Regions from separate parts of the Mus musculus genome. Here region 1 is linked to region 2. The links are chromatin contacts, called in public HiChIP or PLAC-seq maps. All regions are on one chromosome and are shown on one strand. The core of a region is the stretch at or near the end of the contact, and the rest is flanking DNA. Distances in the headings are between cores, read along the strand shown.

Region 1 (6,806 bases), core at 1,145-3,644, 180 kb after region 2:
TCCTGAGAATACAGTGTCTCTCAGGGTCCCTAGGTTGCCTGTAAGACAATCATTTGAGAAGCTAGAATCACACAGCCCTGTCCAGACCTAGGAAATCATCAGGGACGATGTTCAGAGCTGTAACTGAGTATCGGAACTTCAGGGAATACACATTCACTAAGAAGTGCAAGCCAGCCGGGCGTGGTGGTGCACACCTTTAATCCCAGCACTCGGGAGGCAGAGGCAGGAGGATTTCTGAGCTCGAGGACAGCCTGGTCTACAAAGTGAGTACCAGGACAGCCAGGGCTATATAGAGAAACCCTGTCTCGAAAAATCAAAAAAAAAAAAAAAAAGAAGAAGAAGAAGAAGAAGAAGAAGAAGAAGAAGAAGAAGAAGAAGAAGAAGAAGAAGAAGAAGAAGGAGAAGAAGAAGAAGAAGAAGGAGAAGAAGGAGAAGAAGAAGAAGTGGTGCAAGCTAGTCAGAGCCTCCAGAACCTGAGAACTGGCTCTTGTCATATGCAGCCAGGCATCCTGGGACATCAGGGTGGTGACAAGTGTCTGTGAGCTTCTGTTTTGGTTGTGGCCTTAGAGGATCCCCTGGCTTGCACGGAAAGGCTCCATGTACTGGACACTTGCAGGATGAGAAGGATGGAGGAAAACCATCCAGTTCGGGACAGAGCAGCAGAGATTGCCAGGCTGGGCCAAAAGCTGATGATGGTCAGAGGGTGCTCAGGTCTTATGTGACCTAGGAACTCAGAAGCTGGGGTCTAGTTGGGAATAACCAGGGTCCTGGTACGAAGCCTCCACAGCGATTCCGAATGCGTAGCCGGTTGTTTCTACTTGTCTGTTTTCCAACGTCCCTGTCTAACGACTGTGACTCCCAACCTGCGCTTAATGGAAGCTAGAGGCAATCTGTACAGCCTTGACAGTTGTGGCTGGAAAGCAGGTTGACGCTGGGCTTGAAGCTAAGCCGTGCTGTGCTAGCCTGTAAGGTGCATGAGTGGAGATGATGCTGTGCTCTGGGTCACACCACAGTGTGGCTTCCAGGCTGAGCCTTGCCATGCCATGTGTAGCTCCACTTGCCCAAACATCGTTGGGCTCCATTCGGAGGGGTGACTCTGTGCCTTGCTGTTCACGAGAACACCAGCATGCGCCCGGCAACACCCACAAGGCACAGACTTAAGAACTTAGTCCTAAAAGTCAAAACCCATCACTTCTGCAACGTTAAAGTAAGTTAGGAGTGTAGGAATCACACTTGGGTGTAATGACGTCCTTATCTGGAAAACCAGGCCCAGTAACTGTGAAACACACTAGACCAACCGAGTACGCACCACCCTCACCCAGATTACATAAAAGGACACCCCACGGGCAATGCCAATCACCTCTCTACCAGGGCTGCCACAGGATTCCTGCGTAGTCCTGGCTGTCCAGGAACTAACTCTTCCTCCGGAGTTCAAGGTATGCACCACCACTGTTCAGCTGCCACCCAAGTGTTTACTGTTCCCAGAGTCCTCGCTCAGCTCAGTCTCCACTGCTAGAATTTCCATTGTCAGTCTATCTGCTCATCTGTCCAGATCAGGGCCTTCACCTTGACTCCATAGTTCTGAGCTGAGCCTCTGCAGTGAGGCTGTACCCTGTGACCCTACAGCTTGACTCTCTGTCTCTAGCCTAACGTCCAGACTATATATCTTATATATTTATATATCTTAGCATCTATATATCACCTGCCATAACTGCATTTGTAAAGCTATCTGTCTCTGCCCCCAGTAAAACCTCTGACTCTGCCCCCTTCCTTTCACAGGTTGTAGCTGTTGTGTAACCCAGACAGACAATATTCATACAATTACAAGGTGGTATGGGTGTGTGGTCTGAGAGTTAGTATTAGCAATTAAGATCCAGATAAAAGAACTTGTGTTTGCCGATTGTCTCTTACCAAGGGAAATCTAGACTTCCAAGTAGCTTTTGAATTTACTGTTAATACATTTTGACATTGTGCAAAGGCACGAGCAATCTGTCGCTGGAGGCAAAACAAAGGAAGCTGAAAGTGAAGCAGTTGCGGATGTGTGGGCAGAGCGCCGTTGTTTTCCTTATAAACTTTGGCACGATCTGATTTTCTTTAGTTAAATCGTGCACCTGCATTTTTGTCTTGTAAAAAAGTTGAATGCACTTAGGTAGAATGGTTTGCAGTGCAGCTTTGGGCTATTGGTCAGTCGCAAACACACAGAATATTGCTTATACTATATCTAAGTCACAAATATACACAATAGCCTTATAACGATCTTTTAACACCTCCCTCCCCCGACCCCCACTGGGGAGACACTTAAGTCAGAGGTGCCCAGGCAGAGGAGGCCAGGAGCTAGGGTCCAACGGGCAGAGCCTGCGCTGCTCTCAGGGGGTGGCTGCATGTTGCGCATGCGCCGGCCGCTTCCCCTCCCCCGCATCCCGGAAGTGCCCCAAATGGAGTTGTTATCCTGACTCAGGCCAGCTTTGTGTGGCTCGGCTGCTGGAGAACGCTACTTGCTATCCCCCAGGGCCGTCGAGGGTGAGCTTCGGAGTCAGAAGAGGGGGCAACGACTCGGAGGGAGAGACCGGCCTCTTAGCCATACCCTGCGGAGTACGAAGAAATGCCCCGGCCTCCGCCATCAACGGCGGCCGCTGCCCGCAGTGTTCCCGTGCGACTGGAATAGGATCCTAGGAGTTTAATGACCTGCCCTGCTCAGAAACCGTAGTCCCAAATGTTTGGAGCCGTATTTGGCTGTCAGATTTAAGGCAAAAAGAAAGCAGATTAGGCAGACATTCTTCGGTTCTGGCGATAGAAATGAGAGCATGACGTGTTTCAGCCACGCGCTTTGCCTCTGAGCATCCATTCCACTTGATTTTTTTCTTTAAAAAAAAAAAAATTGCACCGTTGAGACCGAGTTTTGCAAAAATGACCGATGCTATTCTGTAGCCCGAGGATCTTGCCAGCCAGCCTCCTGTCTCGGTCTGGAATAACTGGGATCACAGGCCGGTGCCATCAGACCACCAGCCTTCCTTATTAGGCGTTCTCTGGATCGGTTGAGCTAGCACCAGTCTTGAACTTGTCAGAGACCATCTCTCACTAATTAAAGGAAGAGCTTTGAACACTTCAGCACATCCGGGTTTGTTGTAAGCAGAACCCCCTCTGCCCATGGATGGCCTTTTAATTCTGGGCTTGTTGTAAGCAGAAAAAGATGAGAGGGTGGAAGAGAGTTAAGTGTCTGCCCAGGCAAAAGTGAAGGAGTGGAAAAAGAACACGCAGGGAACTTGGGAAGTGTCCTGAAGGTTCTGCTCCTTTTTTGATGCTAGAAATGGAACCCGGGGTCTTGTGCGTGTTAAGTATTGCTGATCCACTCAGCTATATTTTACCCCTAGAGTATTTATCTCAAACAGGTAATAAAATGTAAGCAGATTGTGTGTGGGTGGGTGGGGGGTGGAGGAGTGGTAAAGCTGCTTGCTGCCCAGACCCCACATGGTAGAAAAAGAGAACTGATACCTGCCAAGTGTCACTTGGACCACCATACACGCTCTGAAAGTGCAGGCGCAACATACACAAGTTGTTAAAAACAACAAAAATAAACCAGGCATTGGTGGCGAACGCCTTTAATCCAAGGACGCTTGGGAGGCAGAGGCAGGCGGACCTCAGTACTCGAGGCCATATAGAACAAGTTCCAGGACAGTCAGGGCTACACAGAGAAACCCAGGCTCAGGAGAACCAACCAACCAATTAATTAAAAAATAATAATAAGTAAATAAATTGAAACAGATTTTCAAGGTGTATATGAAATTTACCTTCATGTAGCGTGTCTTTCTGGATGTGTGTAGAGATGTTAGTCTTACGTGTGAACTGCTGACTGGCATAGTTATGAGAGAAAAAAGGAAGTCTATTTTCACGATGGGGATGGAACCCAAGGGCTCCTGCATGTTAGGGAAGTGCTCTACCATCGACCTGTAGTTATATCCCCAGCTCAGTGGTGGTTGTTTTTTGTTTTGTTTGAGACAGGGTCTCACTATGTTGCCCTGGCTGTCCTGGAACTCACCTGGAACTCTGTACACCAGGCTGGCCTTGAACTCAGAGATCCTTCTGCCTCTCTCTCTCCCAGATACTGGTATTAAAGGAATGAGCCACCACACCCAGCCTGGTTTGTGGGTCTTTTGAGACTGGGTCTTAGTAGCCAGGCTGACCTTTAACTTGTGGAAGCCCTCCTGTCCCAGCTTCCCAAAAAGTGTGAGCCACTAGGCTTGGCCTTTCTTGTTAAAGACAGGGAAAACCATGACTCAGCAGGGAAAGGGCGGCACACTTATTCAGGCCCGGCACAGGAGACCAGCCACGCCCCTTCCTCCACCCAGAGCTTCCCAAACTAGTAACTCATTTCTCAGTGTAACAGCAGTGCATAGATCATCAGATGGTCCTCATGACCTCTTCCTGGAGTGACTGGATGGATTTAAGGGGATTAGTTCTTCAAGGTCTGCACAGTTGTTCTCTCCCCCCACCTCCAGGGTCTCATATATCTCATGCCAACCTTTGCTACAGAGCTAAAGATAGATGACCTTGAACTTCTAATCCTGCTGCCTCCACTTCCCAGACTCCGGGTGTCTATCATCCTACCCCTTATGCTGCACTGCAAGCCAGGGCCTTGCACGTGTTAGGAAAGCATTCGCCCAGCTAAGCCGCAGCCCTCCAGGCAAACTTTTAAGACAACTTAGTAACAAGAGCTCTCCTTAAATCACCCAGACGTCTCTGGCAGGTAACATACCTCAGACTCCAGGAGTTTAAGCAGGGCCTTCATTATCATGGATTATGGCCACTTCTACTTGTGAGGCTGATACTTTGGATACTGTATTTAAACGTGTGTCCTCATCTGTAAAGTGAAAGACTGGGCACGGCTGCTGGGGCCTGCAATCCCAGCACTTGCAATGCTGCCAGGTAGGAAGGCCATGATTTTGAGGTTATCTTGGCCTCTTACAGTCCCTGGTTTTGTTTGTTTGTTTGTTTAAGGAACGTACTTGAAGCACGTGTCTCATGTTTACTCTGTACCCTTGACCACATTTCTGCTTCTTGAAAAGTCAGGGGTGAGGAACTCACTAATTGTAGTCTGCGTGAGCAAGTCGGTCACCTTCCTGCTTTGGTGTCCTGCCTGGCTACAGGGCTCAGCACTAGCCCCCTAACCTCCACAGCCCGCTCTTTTCCAGCTCTCTCCTTACAAAACCATGTCACACCAGTCATGCCGGCCACGTCAGGTTTCTCCTTCCTTGACTAGATCTCCACCCTTCCCTGCCTCTAGATTTGAATGTTCCGGGCTGGAGTGTTCCACTTCACCACATCCCCCCATGGTCCACTCCTCACAGTGGTTTCAGTGGGTAAGACGACAGAGCAGAGCTGACTTAAGCAAGCCACCTCACAAGAGAGCCGAGAGCCCAGAGCAGATAAAGTGGCTTTGAATTCCAGTTTAGAGGTCACCCAAGGGCTTAGGAACCATGCAGAAACCTGCATGACCAACCAATCTCCACTGGCACCCCAGTCGTCACACTGTTGGGACTTGCCCTCAGGAGAAACTGGGCAGCTGCGGCTGAGTCACAGATGGGTCATGGGCCAGCTGCGGGCAGAGTTGTATGCCTTGGCATTGTTCCCAGGTCCCCTCGTGGCAGCCCTCTGTGCTGGGCTTCAGGCTGACTCCTGTTCTCCACCGTGAGACGGTTTTAACTCATTCGGTCAAAATTTATTCACCCCCAGTGCTCGCTCCTGCCTGGCCTCATTCCCTTTACTCATTCCCTCACTCGTGGTCACGTTATTAAAATCATCCTCAAATCGCCTGTCCAAGGATGGAAGTGCACTTCGAGTTGTGTCCGTATGCAAAGCACGCTTTCTGCTACCCGATAAAGCACGTGAGACCCCGTCACCCAGCCTCAGCATACATTTTGCCAGCCTGGAGGGAGTCCTGCTGCTCCAGAGCAGGCGGTAGTTGCCTTTGTCCTGCCAACGATCTGTTAACTGGATGGCAGAAGCCAGTTCCTGTACATCTACCCAGGTCTCCGAGCTGGTGGACCCACTCTTCCACCTGGGCTTAGGGGAGTCTTGAAGAATGCATTCCGCTGAGGTCCAAATGGTAGCTCTTGGTGAGTTCGATCCCATTGTTAAGCAAACAATATTTATGTTTGAATCGCGTGGGACTAGATCCCCTGTCATTTGGAAGAAAGCTCATCTTTACAAACAGGCTCTTCTGTGAACTGGGCATGTGTAGATCTGTCCCCAGGGTCCCCAGCTCCATTTTGAGCTATGGTGTAGACTAGCCATGCTAGGTGACAGGTCAGGGCTCCTCACTCCCTGAGGAGTGTCTGTAGCAGCTTCCATTCCTGACCTGGGTGGCCTCATAGGTTGGTCCCCATCTAGTCACTGACAGACTCCCGACTTTGAGTTCCGAGCTGATGGCTTGGCTCCCGAAGATGTTAGTCATCAGAGGCCAAATCCACGGGGCTCAAAGAGGCCCTGCGCACCTGCACTCTAAGGAGTTCCCCGTCCTTTTTCCTTTCAAGGTTGACATCTTCAGGGTCCCACTGTGGAGAAAAGACAGAAAAGCTATCTTGCTGTGACAGATCCTTTCCAACTTTTATAGCCCAGCCATCCCCAAGTAATGCCCCAAATCCTGGGTCTTATGACCCCAGAAAACACAAGAAAAAATCTGTAAGCACAAGCTAGCCAGGCCTGTGTGCTAGGATCTCGAGAGAGAATATAGCTTTATTAACTTTAGTGTTGTGGGGGATGGATCCCAGGACTTTGAGCATGCGAGGCAAATGTCGTAGCACTCAGTT
Region 2 (7,708 bases), core at 5,131-7,630:
TTGACTCTTCATTTTTTTCAGTCTATAGCACTATCCTCTTCTGGACCTTTACCATGAGCTGTTTACCCTTGAACCCGCTTTCCCAGTTAATCCCAAGAACCTATCTTTATGGAAGAGGTCACTTGGACTTTTGATGTAACTATGTCTAAGTTTTACTGTACACACAGGATTGGGTTATCACCAGGAACCTTTCTCCAAAACTGTGCTGTACTTAAATATGCCTGGAATAAACTACTTAGTTGAGTCAACACCTGACAGTGAGTCATGTTGAACTGGATTTCCTTCTTGCCTCATGTGAATCAACTCTGCTGGCCATAGAATTTGCAGACCAGTAATCTTGAACAAAAACAATACTGGGGGAGATATAACCAAATTGATTTCAAGTTATACTATAGAGCCACAGTCACAAAAGCAGCATGGTACTGACAAACACCGCTGCGGCCACCACCACCACCATTACTACTGAGACACTGGGGTGGATAGGATAGGATAGCATAGGATAGGATGACGAAAGGATGGACCATCCAGAGACTACCCCACCCGGGTATCCATCCCATAATCAGCCACCAAACGCAGACACTATTGCATATGCCAGCAAGATTTTGCTGAAAGGACCCTGATATAGCTGTCTATGAAGCTATGCCAGTGTCTGGCAAATACAGAAGTGGGTGCTCACAGTCATCTATTGGATGGAACACAGGGCCCCCAATGGAAGAGCTAGAGAAAGTACCCAAGGAGCTGAAGGGGTCTGCAACCCTATAGGTGGAAGAACAATATGAACTAGCCAGTAGTACCCCCAGAGCTTGTGTCTCTAGCTGCATATGTAGCAGAAGATGGCCTAGTTGGCCATCATTGGGAAGAGAGGCCCCTTGGTCTTGCAAACTTTATATGCCCCACCCAGTACAGGGCCAATTAAGTGGGAGTGGGTAGGTAAGGGAGCAGGGCAGGGGGAGAGTATAGGGGACTTTCGGGATAGCATTTGAAATGTAAATGAAGAAAATATCTAATGAAAAATTGAAAAAAAGAGAATAAAATAGAATAGAATAATACCTAGATAAGAGTTTAGGAAACTATTGCAATTTGATTTTTGATGAAGATGTCAAAAGCACTCGTTGGATTATAGATAGTATTTTCAACATAGTATGATGGAAAAAACTGGAGACCAAAATGTAGAATTAAACTAAGTTCCTTATCCCAATTCCAAATAAATGAAGAACCTTAGCATAGGACCTAGAACTCTCAAATGTAAACAAACAAACAAAAGTAGAGTATACATTAAGATATTGGTACAGGGAAGGACTTTGTGAATAGGACTCTGACTGTTCAGGCAGAAAATAAGACCAACAGCAGACAAATAGGATCACATTAAATTAAAAATCTTTTGTTTATCAGCAGCAACAACAAAACCTAAAACCAAAACCAAAACTTTGTCTATCAAGAGGGCAACCTATAGAATGGGAGAAAATCTTTGCTAAGTATACATCCAACAGAGGATGTTCAGAATATACAAAGAACTTGAAACTTAAAGAAAACAGCTCCCCCCAAAAAAACCAAAAACAAAAAAAAAAAAACCAAACCAAAACAAACAACAAAACTAAACCAAAACAAAATTAACAACAAAAAGGAACTGAGCATTCAGGATAGCATTTGAAATGTAAATGAAGAAAATATCTAATAAAAAATTGTATAAAAAAAAAAAGAGTAAAGACTTCTTAAGGAAAAAAAAAAAAAAGCCAGTCACCATTTAAAAAGCACTCAACACCATTAGCCACTAGGAAAATACAAATTGAAGCGGCTTTGAGATTCCATCTCACCTAGTCAGAAAAGCTACCATCAAGAAAACAAATGACATCAAATGCTGGTGAGGAAGTGGGAAAAGAACCCTTAATTCACTGTTGGAGAAGTATGTATTGGTGCAGCCTCTTTGGAAAGCTAAAAAACAGAAATTACCATGATCCCAGCAATCTTATTCCTGGAAACTTCCAAGGATTTTATATCCTATCACAGGGATATCCACACAGTCACTGCTCTTGTTATCATAATAACTAGGAAATGAAATCAGCCTAGATGCTCATAAAATGAGGAATGGATAATGAAAATGTGCTGTATACATACAATGGAATTTACTCAGCTATAAAGAATAATTATGTCATCTCCAGAAAAATGGATGGAACTGGAAAAAACTATAGTAAGTGCAGCAATGCAGGCTCAGAAAGACAAATACATGTTTTCACTTATATGTGGATTCCACCTTCAAATTTTAGTGGGGTCAGGAAGAAGAAGGGGGCCTTATAGGGAATGGAGGTAGTGGAACATATGTAATGTGAAAGTAGTGGGAAATAATATTAGTGGTTAAAGGTTTCAGCAGGGGTAGGGAGATGGGGAGGAAGAGGGAGTTAGGGGTGAGCTAAGAAAATAGCCTTATGGACATCTACTCTTTGTAAGCTAATTAACAATATACATAACCTACAGAAACTGGAGAAATGGCTCAGCAGTTGAGGGCACTTGCTGCTCTTGGAGCTTCAGGTCCCAGAACCCCACATGAAAGTTCACAACTGTCTTTAACATATATATGTTTTGTTTTTAAGAAAAAAATGGGTTTGAATGAAGTACCATGCAGAGGTGAACACTGCTTCCTCCAGAAGACATAAAATATATGATATTCTCAGTGTCAGGTGCGGGCTATTTCCCTAGAGGTCCCTCCACCAACACAGACTACAACCACTGCTCATTCACCACAGCTAGAAGACTCAACTGCTGAAGATACAACACTTCAATTTTAACACAAAGAAATCAAGCTGAAACTGATCTGAAAATTCAGCAGTGGACCTGGAATGCAAAGATTTATGTACTAGTTAGTACACAAAGGTTTTGGGGTAACCAACTACTCTGAGTAGATTTCAGGCTTACTCTATAGGGCAGATCTCACTGCAAACTTGATGGCTGTAAACCTGGTCCATGGCTTGGCCAGGTCACAATCCCTAGGGGGAATTTAATCCTACTGTTTTGAATAAATGGATGTGAGCCTTCTAAATATGTCTATTTCCACTGAATAGGGCTGCTCTCAATCTTGGTCCAAGAAACTTCTTTGGCCAGTGTCCAAAGCAGTCAGCACAGAGCCTCTCTCTGCTTCCTGACTGCCAATGCAATGTGACCAACTGCCTCAAACTTCTACTAGTACTCATCACCTACCCTGACAAGACAGTATCTCTCAGCAGTGCACCAAAATAAGTCTTTCCTCATCAGTTATTCATGGGAACGAGAGAAGTAACTAACACAACATGAAAAACAGGTATTGCTCACAGAAAAGGGAACTGATTGTATTCTGAATTTATTGAGCATTTCAACTCTAACCCTAAGTGCTTTTCCTGGGTCCCAACAAGCCCAATCTAAAATTTAAAAAGAAATACCCAATAGATAAAACTATCTTGATGATTCAACAAGAGGCTGCAGCATAAGTCCTGATCTGAAATACATAAAGACTCCTAACAAAGTCATAATAATTTGGACAATCTGATACTACCAAAGAAAAAAGATAAAAGAGAACTCAAAACACAAAATATAAAGCTCCCAACAGGATGAAAGTCACAAAGTCCACACTTGGGAACTGATACATCACAGATGTACCACAGAAGACACATGGGAAAGGATGGGTCAATGAACTGCACAGGTATAATCAATCAATAAAATCTACTTTAACTATGCCCATTCTTTTAGAGTGTCTTTTGGTAAATACAACTATATATTAGATATAGGGAAAGAAGCAATACTGGAAAAAATAAAGGTAGTTTATTTAATCTTTATTTAGCTGTCTACACTCCACATGATACTAATAATGACTTTCTTTCTATCAATGTCTTACTACTGTTTCCCAGTTCCCATCAACCATGACAAGTAATGAATGAAGTGCTTAGCCTTACCTCAAGAACCTGGTCAACAGAGGCAACTGGATGCAACATGATGAATAATATGAAAACATACAAAATAATCACAGATATAACAAAAAAATCTGGAAAAGAAAAGCAAACAATAAAATTAGGCATTTCCCTTAAATTAAAAAGTGCCAAACACCAAGAAGCATACAAATACTTCAAACATACAATTTGGTTTGAATACCTCTATTTAAGTTCATGAAATATAAAAAGCATATACTGTTATTACCTACAGTATAAGACATCCTGCATAGCCTCCTCCTCTTCCGCCTCCAGATTTATTAGATACATTTAAATCTATTCCCTTCAACCTTAAATATATGTCAGATAATGGTGGCATATGCTTTAATCCCAGCATTCCAGATGTGGACAGATCTTGAGTTCCAGGCTAGCCAGGAACACATAGCGAAACTCTGACCACTAAATTTAGTAATAACATCTTCACAGGCAAAGACAGAAGTTGGATTTTACAAACAAACAAACAAACCAAATTCCACAAGGACCAAAAAATCCAACCAGTTTCTGTGACAAAACTGAAACTACCAGGCATAGTGGTAACAGCTTCAAAGCCACAACTTTGGAGGTAAAAGATCAGAGGGTCAATGCCCCCCTCAGCTACAGATCCCTGCCTCAAACAAAGAAGCAAAGTCTGGTGAGAAATGATAGCTGAGACTTAAGTGTGAACCATCATGATACTTGAAATGGAAGCACAAACACAATTATGCATATATAACAACTAAGGTTGAAAACTGAAGCTACACTGATAGTAGGTTTAATTTTAGAAGCGAATATCACTCTAGAAAGATTGCCTCTACACCCAAGACAAATATTAATAACAGTACAGACAAAAATCTCAAATTAAGTATAATAATATATTACACTGATTAGATCTAGAGAACAACTGAATAGCCTTAGCAAAGAACTGTTCTAAGACTTTCACTGGCAATCTATAGTACTAACAGGAAAACAGAGAAACTAGCAGAAATATATGGCCAACTATATTGGTTCCTCTATACCCTCTGCAGGAACAAAGCTTACAGGAAATAAAGTGTTTTTATGATATCTCTGCTGAAATAGTTTAGTATACTTAAATCAGTGCCACTGTCAACAATAAAGTGCTTATTTGAATCAACTGAAAACTAAATGAGAAGATAAATTTGAAGTCTCCCAATCATGTAAAAGATGTACTTTTAAAACAAGTAGCTTAAAACTGAGCAAGGTGGTGGCGGGGTTGGGGGCACACACTTTTAAACCCAGCTCTGCCAAAACAAAACAAAAACAAACCTAGGTATGGCTCTATGGTAGAGTACTTGCCTGGAAATCTGTACATTCCTGAGTTCACCCCTACAACTGTCCCTGCTTGACGTGTCACTCACTCACTCACTCACTCACTCACTCACTCACTCACTCACGAAAGTGTAAGTATAGATAGGGTAGAATGTATTCTTAGATCACTACAGCTAATTTTCCTAATTTGATACCAACCTGGGGGCTAGGTTTCTTCATAACTATAGAGAAAATCAAAATAGAGAAAAAAGAAAAGAAAACTATTGTTTCTGGACACAGCACTCTATCTTCAATCTCAAAATTCAGGAGAATGAGGCAGGAGAATTATAAGTACAAAATCTGCTAAGGAAAAGTAGCGAGTAAAGGCATTTGCTGCAAAGCCTGGTGACCTGAGTCTAATCTGACTCTCATGTAAAAGATGGAAGAGAGCTGACTCCAAAAGGTGTCATCTATCTTCCACATATAATATTAATTAAAAAGAAGAAAAGTTAAGTAAGGAAGGGCTGGGGATGTGGCTCAGTTGCAAGAGTGCTTTACCCAGCAAGTGTTATGCCCAGGGTAGCTCCCTAGTGTTACATGTGTGCTAGGATTGCAAACATCTGCAGTCCTAGCACAAGCTCCGAGTAAGCTCAGTTACACAGCCTAACCTACATAAGCTACACCACAGCGAGGAGACTTGGGGATATAGTTCAATGATAGGTACCTAGCTTGTGGTGGGAGTCCCTAGGGTTTAAGCCCTAATATTGCCTCCACTCACCCCCTCCAAAAAGGTTCACCTTTTCAGTACGTTAGCATTAGTTATATTATAAAGTGTTCTAAGCAGCATGGCGTGCTTCTAGTAGATCTCCGTAACAGTTACAGTTACAAAGTAACATGAATGTTCATAAATATCTAAAACAGAAAAATTACCAGTAAGACCTATTTCGATGTTAACCTGTTCACACATGCGCATATGGTCAGAGAGGACCCATGCATGTGGAAATGCTTCTCAAATCCAGAATGAGAATGAGATTCCAATGAGTATTACTCATCTGATGTCTAAAATCTAGTCCTGGCATTTGACTTCAACAATGACATTTCTTCACAGCTACACACAAACACTTGTCACTTCCTCCATGACACTGCAAAAGCCATTATCAACTAATGTTTTCAATTTTTAAAATTATTATTACTGTGTGTCAACTGGCACACACACCATGGATATATGTGGAAGTCACAGGCATCTGTGTGTATGTAGCTCAGTCTCTTTTTGCAGTTTTACTTACATGTTCTAAGGACTGAACTCAGGTCAAGCTTTTCTGGCAGGACAGGTGGCCTTCAGAGCCATTTCACTGTTCCCATTTCTACTTTCAAAAGCTAGCAACTTACATGTCGAACCAAGTTTTGTCTATAAAGCTAAAATTTTGGATATTTGTATTGAAACCCATAGAGAGACACAGAACTCTAATCTGTTGGTCACTTCTGCAATGGGGAGCAAAAGTGATTAAAATTAGAAATTCTACAGACCCTGACCTTGACAACAGTGTAAGGGGTAAGGCAGCTATACTGTGAAGAACACTCAAGAGGAAAGCACACCTACTGTCTCCCCAGAGCCTCCTACAGGTCCCTGCTTCCAATCCCAATTCTCTGGACTCACTCAAAGAAAGAAAAGGGGCCCAAAGTAACAGGCTATGAAAACCAGAATCATCTAAACGTAAGAGTGGGAATGGTCATGAAAGTGACAAGACAGTAAATATTCCAAACATTAAACACCTGCCTCTCCATGAAAGAATTGCCAGTTAAATTCACTTATTCCTTTTTTTTTTTTCCCTTAAGTTTTGTTTTTGAGAAGGGTCTGGCTATGTATGTGGCTAAGTAGGATTGCTGGCATGTTGCCAAGATCAGGTTTCTTTTCTGTAATGTTGTAAAGGAAGAGAAAGGTGGAAATCATGATGTCACACTTACAATTCTTGTAGCAAGGCTGCCTGAATGGTTTTCCTTTTGAAAAGGCAACCGCCACTGTGAGGTACTGGAAACTGGAGATAAAAAATACTGTGGTATTTTCATAATTTTGTATTTTACACGAATCGAGTTCAGTCCCATTGTATAAGTGTGACGAGTTCCAACATGCGCTTCTTGTTGTATTACAAACACTGGAACACACAAAGATCCCATTAAGAACACAGCAGCATATTCCCAAGGGGCCAATGTTATTTTAGATGCCTTAAATCATTACAATACAAAGAAGTAAAATGCTATTCATAGCAAAAGGTGCAGCAACACAGAGGATACACAGAAGGTTATTCTTTACCCTTCAGCTATAGATTATAATCAGTTAAAATTATAATCAAATAATTTTAAAACATATTTGGAATTTTAGCAGAGTGAATGTAAACAGACCACAAGTCTGTCTTTAATGTAGTACTACCTACCCCATGCTAACCGGGGATACACTATCTTACTTAATGCATGTGACTGTACTTCTTTACCTAGGGCTCATACTTCTCTGG

Evidence for each region. HiChIP or PLAC-seq counts read pairs in DNA pulled down with a chosen protein or histone mark.
Region 1: an H3K27ac HiChIP or PLAC-seq map of trophoblast stem cells shows a contact between it and region 2, with 16 read pairs. The contact joins two enhancer-like sites. A contact is called at or near these places in 3 of 15 datasets of contacts at CTCF or cohesin (the NIH/3T3 cell line, large pre-B cells and pro-B cells), 5 of 484 Hi-C or Micro-C datasets (the G1E-ER4 cell line, bone marrow-derived macrophages, cortical neurons and 2 more), 25 of 115 datasets of contacts at active chromatin or transcription factors (the 230-238 cell line, CD4 single positive thymocytes, the NIH/3T3 cell line and 13 more) and 3 of 9 other capture datasets (adipose tissue, liver and pancreatic islet).

What each region holds. Positions count from the first base shown.
Region 1 is chr16:30,508,272-30,515,077 of GRCm38.p6, forward strand. Tmem44 (transmembrane protein 44) reads right to left here. Exons shown (of 11, transcript NM_001384248.1): 11 at 3,584-6,551. The coding sequence ends at 6,444. Among named protein-coding and RNA genes, the nearest start is that of Gm52252, 8.5 kb to the right of the region's middle. Within about 2 kb of position 2,395, at least 403 of the 459 cell types and tissues checked have an H3K27ac peak or open chromatin away from gene starts, as enhancers often do. A contact at or near this core is called in trophoblast stem cells, where this site is marked.
Region 2 is chr16:30,325,036-30,332,743 of GRCm38.p6, forward strand. Atp13a3 (ATPase type 13A3) reads right to left here. Exons shown (of 34, transcript NM_001128096.1): 30 at 7,164-7,351; 31 at 3,921-4,009. Among named protein-coding and RNA genes, the nearest start is that of Gp5, 18 kb to the left of the region's middle. Within about 2 kb of position 6,381, at least 4 of the 459 cell types and tissues checked have an H3K27ac peak or open chromatin away from gene starts, as enhancers often do. A contact at or near this core is called in trophoblast stem cells, where this site is marked.